3 separate regions of the Mus musculus genome follow, and all the other regions are linked to region 2. The links are chromatin contacts, called in public Hi-C and HiChIP or PLAC-seq maps. All regions are on one chromosome and are shown on one strand. Each heading gives the region's core, a stretch centred on a gene start, on an enhancer-like site or on the middle of the called end of the contact. The rest is flanking DNA. Distances are from core to core; before and after follow the strand shown.

Region 1 (4,166 bases), core at 1,586-4,085, 290 kb after region 2:
GGGCCATGCTAGGCCTACAGAGGAGGTAGATTCTGTCTAAAACAAAGACAGACAGAATCCCAGGAATCTGAAAGTTTTTGTCTTTTCAGCCCCTGATTTCTTATCCAAGGCCGGGTGTCTTCTGCCTTGTGTGTATGTGTAAGTCTGACGTGCAACAATGTACCTTGATGTCTTTGTGGCAGTCTGTCTTATGATACCTTCTGTGGCGGTCTGTCTTATGATACCTTCTGTGACAGTGACTTTATGGCTGCTTTAGCAGTATCTGCTGCTGCATTTCTGCAGCCTGACTGCCCGTGTTGCCTTTTGCCTTTTAACTCTTTACAGTTGTTGGAGCAGTGTCTTTCAGCTTGCCCTCCGAACAGTTGAAATTTGAATTTCTGTTACGAAGCAATATTGAGCACATCTAAAACTTTAAATGTCTTTTAAAAATGTGTTTAAAATGGGCCTGACTGTAGTTCAGACTGCCCTCAAACTCAGTACTCCTGTCTTAGCTCCTGAGTGCTGGGATTACAGAGGTGCTCCCCCACTCTGGTGCCTGGCACTCGTTCTTGCTCCAGAGTACCTTTGTAGTACACAATCTGGTAGATTATGTAGGTGCAATGGGTTTCTACTGGGGGTGAAGCATGATCTCTCTGTCCAGTGAAGGTCAGTAGATCTGTAGGTTGTGAGATTCTACAGTTAGTGAAGAGATGAGCCGAACTTGAGAACTCAGCGATGGAATTCATTTTTAATGTGAAAGCTGCAGGAAACGAATGGCAGTTTCTTATGAGAAATCAGTATGCCTGCTCTTAAATCTCAGATTTCAGAGTTCTATGCATCTTTGATGAGGGGAGCGTCAGTTAGCTAATCAAATGGACTGAAAGGCAGGGTGCTAACAAATGTAAAAATATTCCACCACATGTGGTTCTGAGGTCGCCTGAGTTTGCCAGTTGTACAAAAATCTTCTTAGGAATGAATGATGAACCTGGTAGTCTGGGAAAAAAAATGTTGGTGAATTTTAAATCCAGGACAGCCAACTATCAATAGTATCAGTCCGTGTGTGTATTGCAGACATGGAAACTGTCATTTAAATGAATGATAGATGGTATGCCAGGCCCGGGGTATGTAAGTTCCAACTATTTATTTCTCTTCAATTTTCTGAGTATGTGTTGCTGTGACTTAGTAAGAATATGAATACTGGGTAGATGGTTGGGTTCTGGTACTAGACTGTTGTGTAAAGCCTCTTTGTTCCGTCTGGTTGGAAAGGTCTTTTCTCCTAGTTCTGACCCAAAACCTATTCTGAAAGCAGTTCATTTATTGGGTGGTTACACCTTTGAGTAGGTAAGCCTGGCTCATTCCCATGCAGAAAAGTCTTTGTGGGTTACCCAGGGGAGCCTTGGCAGTATGTGTACCTTTGTAGAGTTAAGAGAGCCCTTGCCCTTTTACTTGCTGTTTCACTTTTTGTAAAGACTCTGTCATACCTAGGTAGTCTGAAGCAGGAGAACTGAGTTTTGCAACAGCCACAAGGTTTGACCGAGTTCCCCTCAGCCCTCAAAGAAAACCCAAACCAAACTTGGAAAACTAAACTTAGTCTTTTGACAACTCCCTCCCAGCGACCACTTGCAAAAGCGCACAACTTCAAGACATCCATAAGATCTTGTACATTTTGAAGATACATTGGCTGGTTAACATAAATAGTTTGTTAAACTTATCTATAAAACACGGATGGCTTTCTCTTGAAACTTTTAGACTTAGTTTTGAAGTATAATAAGATTTACCAGAGGGGTTTTTTTCTTTTTTTTAATTCTATTTGAGCAAGAATTTAGCAGTATGGATGTATTTCCAAAGTTTGGCTCACAACAGGGTGGGTTATCCAGAAATGGACTGGTTGCCAGTTTTGTTTGCCCAGTCTGTCTTGGTTGTGCCCCTTCCATGGACCACTTTTGCTCTGGCAACTTCTTTCTCAGTTCTGTTGGGTGTTTTTTATGTGTCTGTGTCTTGGAAAGCCATGATGATGGAGCCTGGGATCTCACCTCCAGTCTTTCTAGCTGTATAATGTTAATGCATTTCCCCTTTGCTGCTATGTTAGTGGCTTTTCTCAATTATTTTATACCACAAAGCTCTTTAAAACTCGAGTTGCTCTGTACTTGGATTTATTCGTGATTATGTAAGAGCAGACCATACACACACATGCACCCACACCCACATACACACACACACACACACACACACACACACGCATGCACGCACGCACGCACATGCAATGAGTGTGCATATATAATCTTTGAACAGGTGGAGATCAGCTCTTAGATTCTGCACGTATCGTAGCCAGTAGGGTGCTGTTTGCATCAACCTTTTGTAGACCCTTCAGTGGCCTGCTTTTGCTCATAGGTCCACAGGTCACAGCATGGCCCTCCCCATGATCCTCATGTGCCTCTTGCATTAATATTTCTCTTGTCCTTGAGTGTGCCCAAGCTGCTCTGCCACTTAGGGCACCTTTCTTTGCATAGTTAGTACCTTGTTTAGTTATGGCAACAAACAAACAAATAAAAAACCTTTCCTTTGAAACCTTAATGATTTTTTTTTTTTTTTGGTGGTCTCTCCCCTCCCATTTCTCCTGTTAGATTGTAAGGCCCATGAGTGCAGTGTGTATATGTCTGTCTGTGTGTTTCTAGCCCTGGGTCCTAGGACAGCTACACATAGTTGGATATCTCAGTAAAAGCTTGTTGATTCAAAGAAAGAAGTGATATTTTGCCATAGAACTAGTTTTCCTGACTGTCCAGAAGGAGGCACTGCCTCATCTATCCTTACCCCACCCCTCTGACATGAATAACATGAAAGGTATTTCCGTGTTTTACATTTGTAGTCACTTGGAGCTACTCCCAAATTCCCCAGAAGGTATATTTGCATCCACCACTGTTAGACTGTCCTAGACAATGAGAGCTCCCTATTCTTTGTATATATTAAGTACCTTACCACACTGTTAGCTGCATTGGAATGTGGGTTTGGTTGATATGGGTTGAGAAACTGACACATTGGGAAAGAGCAACCAGTTTCCAGTTGTAGGTTGCAAGTGAATGGGAGGTCTGAGGGATGGGTGGCACTCTTGCCCAGAGCTCACTTCCTTTCTCTGTCCCGCAGTTCTGATGCAGTTCTGCTTGGTCAGAGTAGACACTGGCTTGCGATAGTGCCATTTGCAGGGGACAGTGTGGGCTAATTCCAGTCTGCATGGAGTAGTGTTTTTTCTTGCCTTTTCCTTTTCAGTCCCACCCCCAATCATTTTAATCTTTTCACCCTCATTAATCAAACAGAAAAGTAGCAGGCCAGAGTGATGGATGTAAGAAATCCTAGCCAAGCATCTGCTGTATAAAGTTCTTTCTGTTAGAAATTACTACTGTTAGAGGTAGTCTTGGAAGAACAGCCTCTTTTTCTAGTGTCTTATTGTATGTGGGGGTCAGGATTGGGTCAGCGTTTATTTGAAATTTGTATAAATCTCTCCACTTTTGGAGTGCCAGTTTTGTGTTACGAGCATGGTTTTTACGTTTCTACCCACTTGAGAAGGCATCTTACTCTGTGCGTGAGATGCCCGGATCCTTATGCAGCAGTAGCACCAGGCAGCCCGCTGTGGACCTGTACCCCAGGAGTCCCATGTGTCAGGTCGAGTTGTCTTTGAGCGTTGTCCCTAATGCTTATCATCTTACAGCTGCTTGAACAGTGTCTCCTGACTGCTGAATATGCTGTGGCAGCCATCTTTACACAAAGTAGGGGTTATATGGCCCATTCATGATGTAGTACCTTGTTGCTCCTTGGAGCTGATACTGTGCTTAGTTTAAGATATCTTCTGTTCTTTGTTAGACTTAACAGAAATATAGTAGTTACAGTTAACATTGGTGACACTGTGAATTTGGCTTGAAAAACGTCCCATGTCCTCGTTTTCATTAGAGCGTGGTTTTCAGGAGAAGACATGGTAGCAGTGTTTGGAGGAGATGCTTCAAGGCGCTCAGTGTAACAGAAGTGCTGGTGCCGCAGGAAAGGGAGGGGCTCTGGGCACTGTAGGTTGTGAGCAGTTCTGTGATGGAGGCTCATTGCCCCGTCACTCTATTGCTATCAGATTACCGCCTTAAAGGTCTGCCAAGCTCACACAAGCCAGCCTTGGGTTTCCCTTGTTTTTAGCAGATGTCCTTGAA
Region 2 (4,172 bases), core at 1,388-3,887:
TTCAGCTATAGGGTCGGCAGTAGGGTGGAACAAACATGCTTTCACTACAGTTTCTCCAATTCTTAAGCAGGATCATTCCTATAGAACAGCTGAGACAAACTGAAATCTGAAAGGTTAGGTAAACTGCACAAGGTCACTGCTGGTAAATGAGAAACTCAGTGATCGTCTGCTTCACGCCCAGTGCCAAGCACACTTCTACTTTTTACATGTCACTTCCCATTCGTCCCTGAAAGTAACAATTAGAGGTTAGAAGACCACTTAAATGCATCCCACACTTAAAAGCCTTCGGCATCAACATAAATCCCTGGCTTATTGATTTAACATGAACATATTAATGCCACATTTGGAATATCGATCTGATAACATTTTGCGTATTTGATTTTCGATTTCAAATGAATAGATGCTTTTCCAACAAACGCTACAATTTACAACTTAAAAAAAAAGTATTTGTAAGAGCTTTCTTGTAATCAGTCTGAAAAGGCAAGATTTTTCTGCACCTCACTTAGAAGGAAACGTGAAGCCGTAACTTACTATCTTCCTTCAACGGGCTCAATGTCGAGGGTGTTAACCCCACTGCCATGGATTCTTTCCACATCCCTGTCTTTGTTTAACTCCAGCCCCAGGACCCTTCAAAAAGGAAAAAGGAAAAAAGATAAAGCAACGATAAGAAAAACATTTAGTATCAATTCCTTATTTCCCCAAGATTACCACAAATTCTGCAAGGCTTTAGCTTCTTACTACATCTAAAGATATTCAGACTTATTAATGTAGGCCTCTAAACAAGTTTTAAACTGAAACACTACTTTAAATTTCATTTAAGCCTCCCTAGTGCTGTGATCCATTAACACAGTTCCTCGGATTGTAGTGACCCCAACCATAAAATTATTTTTGCTGCTGCTTCATAACTGAAACTGTGTTTCTGTTATGATTCATAATATAAATATCTGATATGTAGGATATACGTAACCCCTGTGAAAGGGTAGAGACACACAGGTCGAAAACTGCTGATTTAAAGCTTTTAAGTCCTTAAAAAGTTATCTATGGATAAACAAGCTTTCAGGGAAAGTTAAAAATTCCAATAAACTTGGCTGATGACACCTAGTGGATAAAAGTTTGAATTGCACAATTTAAAGATTCTCTTAGATGTCTAAGACTGTAGAAATACAAACTATTATCAATGCCACAGTTAAAATGAAGTGAAGCGGAGGAGGGTTAGCGGTACCAAAGCGCAGCAAAGCTTTAGGGCGCAAGTGTTAAACTTCTTGATACGGTGATGGTCTTAAAAACATGTCAGCACTCAGCATGTTTTACGCAACCATGAAAATTTCATTTTTCTTTCTGTAGGGGTGCGGTGGAGTGGCATATGTCATTATGCAGCTCAGTTTGACCTGGAACTTGCTTCGGTAGCCCAGGCTGGGCCAGAAATCTTCCTCCATCTGCTTCTAGGAACCTGGGGTCACAGGCTTGTGTCACCAATGTTCAGCGTGTTCAATATCCAGTTTATGTGAATTACAGCTCCAGGTTGTAAACATCCTTTAAAAGATGTTGCCTGAGAGCGCCAAATGTAATGTTTACTATGCTTTTGTCACTAGCAGATGACAGGGAAGGACATCTTCTCTGAATAAATTAGGACTTTCCAGTTCAGTTACAAAAATAAATGAGAATTAAAGAATAACCTCATTACTTTAACAAAACAATAATCTTCACTGAAGCGTGAATATATATATATAATTTCAGTGTAATTTAACTAAATACTAGACCCCGTCAACATTGTTCAAATTTCAGTTACTAAGAAACACCATAAAGCTCAAAGCTCCAAAGCTATTTCATCTACAAGCCACTATATAAATAGCACGTGGTTGGGGACTTATTTACATGCCTTCTTTTCGAAATCCGTACGATTGATTTCTGTACACCTGTTACTCGGTTTACAAACACAGTCAAAGCATGCAGGTTCGTCTGTGCCTCAGAGATAAACCCACATGAAATTCTACAAAAATAAAGGCATTGGTCAACAGAACCAAAGCGCACCAAAGAAATAAGAAGCAGTCATGTTGGCAGTGAGGGTCCAGTGGAAGGCCGTGGGGTGAGCTGGCCGTGAGGATGTTCACAGTCCTGCCATTGGAGAGCCTGCCATCAGGTCTCTCCTGGAGTGACAGTTATCTAACTCGGCTCCCTGGTTACTTCCAACTACATCCTTCATGTACACAGCAAGCTACAATTACTGTGACCTGGGTTTTTCCTTCACACTCTCCCCTACACGCACACGTGGGTCTTCCTCCTCCGGCTCCTGCCGACTTCATCTTCAGCCCAGTCGGTCCTGCGACCCGATCTCCCTGCTCCAGACTCTCCCTTGGCACCGGAAGAGGAAAAGACACGCGCGTGACTCACCTCCGTGTGGACTGCGCTCTACGCAAGCGAAGAGGGTCCTCCAAACCCGACTGTCGAGCGGACAAAAAGCTCAACATCTCGGGTCCACACACCGGCTGGAGGCCTGGGCGCTGCCATGACAGACCGGGGAACTGGGGGATGCAACAACACGGGCTCTCATTGGCCAATCAGCGATGTGGCCTGACCAACGGAGAGCGGCGTTACTGGGGGGCTCGGAAAACGCCGGGCAGTGGGCGGAGCTTAGCGTGGGCGTGTCCTCCGGTGGCGGGTTGAAGCCTCAGACCTTGAGTTCGGCGCAGGCATGAGCTGGTGGTCCGGTGTGTGGCGCTCTGTTTGGAGCGCCTTGTCCAGGGAGGTGAGGGAGCACGTGGGCACGGACCATCTGGGGAACAAATACTACTACGTCGCCGAGTACAAGAACTGGAGAGGTGAGAGCGAGGAGAGGATACCGGTCGATGGATGCGCGTCCCGGGCGGGTGGCGGCCGCCGTACTTGGGGGCCGGGCCTCGGGTGCCCTGGTCCCTGTCCCGGGTCCCAGGACTTGGCGGTTGCCTTGGGCGACGAAGTTTGGACCCGGTCCTGCCAGAGGTTCTGGGGAGCATCGGGAAAGGCCTTGCGCCAGTGCCTTGCCTTGGTCTTCAGATCCGGGTTGTCCGCAGAGTTTGCGGTTCTTGGTGTCGCAGTGTCTGGCGCGCTCTCCCTGTCTGTCGCCGTCCTTGTCAACCCAGAACTTTCCGAATACACTGATCCGTTCTAATGTCCAGGTCGATTTCAGAAATGTGTGTCTAACTAAAACTGTTTTCAAGAACTGGAACGGTTTAGTTAAGAGGTGTTCTTTTATAGCCAGGCTTTAATCCCAGCACTCCGAAGGCAGAGGCGGATAGATCTCTGAGTTCGAGGTCGGCCTGGTCTATAGAGTGAGTTCAAGGACAGCCAGGGCTACACCTAGACCCGTCCCCCCGGGGGGGGGGGGGGGCGTTCCTTGTATGTGTGTGTGTTTGTGACTGTGTGTCTCTGACTCTCTCTGTCCCCACCTCCCCGCCCCCCTCCTCCCCCGTCCCCCTTGCAGCAGGCCACACAATGTCTTTTACTTTTCTCTATTGCTCCAGTATAGAAAGTCGCAGAGAAAGAAGTTGGGTCAGAGTTTAAGCGCTGACTGAGGCAGCTTAGGCACAAGTCCATTTTTCTCACTTAGGTGGTCTTACATGAAAGAGATAATAGTAGTGTCTGTCGCTACTGGGACGGTTGAAGACTGGTCCAACAACTGTGTTTCATTAATTTCTCACAATATTAACTATGTTAAACATTTATAAAAATGTTTTTCTTATCTTTAAAAAAGATTTATTAATTGTGTGTGTATTGCCTGCAGGTGTGTAGTTGTGTATCTGGTGTCAAAGCTGTTGGAACTGGAGTTGATGGTTGTTTAGCCACCATGTGAGTGCTGGGATTTGAACCTGGGTCTTCTATAAGAGCAGCAAGTGCTCTTAACCTCTGAGCCATCTCTCTAGTACCCACTTAACCCTTTTCTAAAACTTACTACCTTGAACTTTTTTGCCCACTGAGCATTTAAATATGCTGCCTCTGCTGCCTGTACCCAGATATCCACTGATCTGGGTTTCTGATGCTACAAATTGGTCTTCGTTTCCTACAGGTTTTAAACGTGAATATTTGTATATATGTCTTTATAGATTTCTTTCTGGGTCCTGTATTTAGGATCATTATTTTGAAGTTCATCTTTATGTGCATCAAAATTTTTACCTTGTTGCTAATGTTCTATCGTG
Region 3 (3,801 bases), core at 371-2,870, 300 kb after region 2:
TGTCACCTGGAGGAGAGAGTGTGAAGTATCTGCAGGTGCTGTCACCTGGAGGAGAGAGTGTGAAGTATCTGCAGGTGCTGTCACCTGGAGGAGAGAGTGTGAAGTATCTGCAGGTGCTGTCACCTGGAGGAGAGAGTGTGAAGTATCTGCAGGTGCTGTCACCTGGAGGAGAGAGTGTGAAGTATCTGCAGGTGCTGTCACCTGGAGGAGAGAGTGTGAAGTATCTGCAGGTGCTGTCACCTGGAGGAGAGAGTGTGAAGTATCTGCAGGTGCTGTCACCTGGAGGAGAGAGTGTGAAGTATCTGCAGGTGCTGTCACCTGGAGGAGAGAGTGTGAAGTATCTGCAGGTGCTGTCACCTGGAGGAGAGAGTGTGAAGTATCTGCAGCTGCTGTCACCTGGAGGAGAGAGTGTGAAGTATCTGCAGGTGCTGTCACCTGGAGGAGAGAGTGTGAAGTATCTGCAGGTGCTGTCACCTGGAGGAGAGAGTGTGAAGTATCTGCAGGTGCTGTCACCTGGAGGAGAGAGTGTGAAGTATCTGCAGCTGCTGTCACCTGGAGGAGAGAGTGTGAAGTATCTGCAGCTGCTGTCACCTGGAGGAGTTTAGGACAGTGGAAAGATTTTACTGAGTGATTCAGTTTTTTTTGTTTTGTTTTGTTTTGTTTAGACTTATATCTAGATTTGTATAAATTTCCTTGCCGTTCCTGGATTTTATTTTTATTTAGTTTTTTGAGACTTTTTTTTTTTTTTTTTAAACATAGATAGCCAAAGATTGGTCTGGACTCCCGCTTGCTCTTCCTGTCTCAGTCTCCCAAGTAGTGAGGTGGCAGGTGTGAGCGCTGCACTTGGCGTCTGGAGTTCGCCGCCACCCCGTTCTGTATTTCTTTTAGTTTATAACATTTTCTTCTCTTTAAGCCACTGAGATGTCTCTTTTGTATTTTAGACTCTTAAAACTAATGATGGTTGTTCTAGCCTTCTGTGTTTATTATGAAGGTATAAAAACATTTCTCAGAAATAAAAATCCCACTTTTGGATTTGAAAGTTGACACGGTTTTATAGCACAACCAAAAGTTTACAATTCTATTGCACAGTGGTGTGTCAATAATTTGTTAACACTTTTACCTGCGGCTTTTATTCAGATTATTAGGACTGTTAGCTAGTACTTGTTAGTTGCCTTGTTAGCTCTTGGGTAATTACCAGCAGTTGTGTCTCGTTAGAAAAGATGGCCAGATGGTTATCATTTTCCTTTTAGGTGAGATTTCTATAGGAATCTGTATCTCAGGATCACGTGGTGTCAGAGTGTCCAGGGAGCAATTATCAGGGCGGTCTGTTAAACCTTTTGCCTCAAGACAAGACCGTTAGGTGTGCTCTATATGATCCTCAAGGGGTGCGAGTCACTAAGCCATCCATGCAGTCAGCTTTTTTTTTTTTTTTTTTTAATTTTTTTATTTCGAGGTATGTCTGAAACCTTTACTTCATAGACAGATCACAGGAAGTTAACCTACTGGAAGCACACATTAGTCTCATCTGATTATGTTGTGAAAGCGTATTACAGGTTAGTGAGCGAACATTGGCCCTGTGAACTTTCAATTCCACATTCTATTTCGATATGAGTGTCCTAAAAATTCCCTTGTGGGTCAGATGTGAGCAGATCTTCTAAGTGAACTCCCCTGTGTCTGCTGAAGAGGTGGAGCCTTAGTTCATGAGTTCACTGCATGATTGCTGTGCTTTTTCCACACCACTGCAAACCGTCCTTGTCCTTAGAACTCAGCACTGCCCGTTTGCTCCCCGTATTTCTAGGACATTGTTGAAAGGAGGATTATTTTTCTCTGTGTGTTGTTGGGCATGAATGATTTAAATGAATTAAATGACAAAAATCTCTTAGATTAGGCAGTCTTCTTTGGGCTGGGATGTAGCTCAAGGGTAGAGCATGTGCTTAACACAGAGGGTCATTTCTCAGTATTCACAGTTTTTTCTTTGACATTAGCCTTTCTAATCCCATTATTTTCTCTCAACATCCTGTTTTTATTTTCATTTCTGTATTTAAGTCTGACTTATCACACGCACCTCATATTCTCCATTCTGCTCTCCTGTTGTAGTCCACGTTCCTCTCCTCCTCTGACCCATAGACGTGCACTGGTGCTGGAGGTAGTGGGGCTTTCTCCGTTTAAGATCTTGCTGTGAGAAGCAGACAGGTCTCCGCAAGACTGACTGCAAGACCACTCTAGTAACATAGTCCTTCCTTGAATTTCCTAAACCCAAGCTTTCTGATTTTTATCTTACTTCCTGGCTACCCTAGCCTTCTCAGTAAGGCTCCCCCTTGGATACTTTCCTGGGCCCTTTTCAGCTCATCGCCTGTCAAGAAGCTGTGTGCCAGCTTCAAATGTTTACTTTCCCGAGGAACGGACTCACGGAGTCCAAAGCTGTTCACTGTGTTATCGTTCCTTACTTAGCCGTTTGTGATTCGTGCTTAACTCGGTTTCTCCCAAATCTGTCTTTCTCTGCTTGCTCTCTGGTTCTGTGAGCACTACCACCATCCCCTGAGTTATTCAAACCAGGAAGTTATCACTGCCTCACCACTTCTAATTTCCCCACCCCTGATAGCTTTTGTTGGTAACATCTCCCTTTGACATCAGTCTTGTTGCCTTCCCTAAGTCCAGTGGCGACAGAAGGGTCATTGTAGAGCCTTTTATTGCCCTTCCCGCTGCTCTTCAGTGAACTGTCTTCTGTCTGGACCAGGTCATCTAAAAAGCATGTAGGATGGTGTCCTTTCTCTGTTTAAGATCTTTTACTGATTTCTTACTATGTCTGAGGCCAACATTCTTACTGCTGCCTACCGGCCTTTCACAAGTTGGCCTTGTCTATTTTGAGTCTTAAGTTTCCCTACCCCGTCACCAGGTGCTGTGTTCCTGTTTTGAACTTAAGATGGTTTACTGTTAGAATTCTGGGAGATAGGTAAAATCAGTGTTTTGGTATTGTTTTAGTTGGTTTATATTGTCATGAAGAAACACCACGGTGGAAAAGCTGGTTGGGGAGGAGCAGGTTATTTGGCTTCCGCTTCCGCTTCCGTCGCTGTTCATCACTGAAGGAAGTTAGAATAGGAACTCAAGCAGAGCAGGAACCTGGAGGCAGGAGCTGATGTGGAGGCTATGAATGGAGAGCGGCTGCTTACCTGCTTGCTTCCCCTGGCCTGCTCAGCCTGCTTTCTTATAGAACCCAGGACCACCAGCCCAGGGATGGCCCCACCCACAATGGGCTGGATCCTCGCCATTGATCACTAATTAAGAAAATGCTTTACAGCTGGTTCTCATGGAGGAGGCAGTTTCTCAATTGAGGCACCTTCCTCTCTGATGACTCTAGCTTCTGTTAAGGTGATCTAAAACTAGCCAGTATACTGTTGAAATACTTTTTTTTTTTTTTTTTTTTAACTTTTAAGGAAGGAAACATTTTTTGGCTTATAATTTAAAAAAATTATCTTTTTATTTTTTAATATTATACTATAATTACATCATTTCCCCTTCCCTTTTCTTCCGGCCCTCTGTTTACACCTTTCCATATACCTCCTCTTGCTCTTTCAAATTCATGATCTTTCATTAATCACTGTTACATACATATATGTATACCTATATATGTGTATATATCTCTGTGTGTGTGTGTGTGTGTGTATAAATATATATAGTTATATACACATACAAGTACAACCTACTCAGTTGGTATGTTATTTGTATGTTTTCAGGGCTGACCTTTTGTATTAGGAAGCCAGCGTGTTTGCTCCTTGCTGGAAAGGGTATATTTCCTGTGTT

What was found. HiChIP or PLAC-seq counts read pairs in DNA pulled down with a chosen protein or histone mark. Hi-C and Micro-C count contacts between places; a contact is called where the count stands out from the background.
Region 1: a contact with region 2 is called in a CTCF HiChIP or PLAC-seq map of the NIH/3T3 cell line, with 7 read pairs. The contact joins the enhancer-like site here to the promoter of Ndufaf2 in region 2. A contact is called at or near these places in 3 of 39 promoter capture datasets (the SN4741 cell line, frontonasal cranial neural crest and hematopoietic stem and progenitor cells), 1 of 15 datasets of contacts at CTCF or cohesin (the NIH/3T3 cell line), 19 of 484 Hi-C or Micro-C datasets (the AML12 cell line, B cells, CD8 T cells and 13 more), 7 of 115 datasets of contacts at active chromatin or transcription factors (bone marrow-derived dendritic cells, bone marrow-derived macrophages, effector CD8 T cells and 4 more) and 1 of 9 other capture datasets (adipose tissue).
Region 3: a contact with region 2 is called in a Hi-C map of B cells, with 6 read pairs. The contact joins the enhancer-like site here to the promoter of Ndufaf2 in region 2. A contact is called at or near these places in 1 of 39 promoter capture datasets (hippocampal neurons), 2 of 484 Hi-C or Micro-C datasets (B cells and bone marrow-derived macrophages), 1 of 115 datasets of contacts at active chromatin or transcription factors (astrocytes) and 1 of 9 other capture datasets (adipose tissue).

Annotation. Positions count from the first base shown.
Region 1 is chr13:107,872,215-107,876,380 of GRCm38.p6, reverse strand. The region is part of intron 5 of Zswim6 (zinc finger SWIM-type containing 6); the gene reads left to right. Among named protein-coding and RNA genes, the nearest start is that of Zswim6, 16 kb to the left of the region's middle. Within about 2 kb of position 2,835, at least 37 of the 459 cell types and tissues checked have an H3K27ac peak or open chromatin away from gene starts, as enhancers often do. A contact at or near this core is called in the NIH/3T3 cell line and embryonic stem cells, where this site is marked.
Region 2 is chr13:108,157,090-108,161,261 of GRCm38.p6, reverse strand. Ndufaf2 (NADH:ubiquinone oxidoreductase complex assembly factor 2) reads left to right here and starts at 2,637. Exons shown (of 4, transcript NM_001127346.1): 1 at 2,637-2,819. The coding sequence starts at 2,693. Ercc8 (excision repaiross-complementing rodent repair deficiency, complementation group 8) reads right to left here and starts at 2,524. Exons shown (of 12, transcript NM_028042.4): 1 at 2,392-2,524; 2 at 532-627. The coding sequence starts at 2,468.
Region 3 is chr13:107,855,035-107,858,835 of GRCm38.p6, reverse strand. The region is part of intron 5 of Zswim6 (zinc finger SWIM-type containing 6); the gene reads left to right. Among named protein-coding and RNA genes, the nearest start is that of Zswim6, 33 kb to the left of the region's middle. Within about 2 kb of position 1,620, at least 16 of the 459 cell types and tissues checked have an H3K27ac peak or open chromatin away from gene starts, as enhancers often do. A contact at or near this core is called in B cells, where this site is marked.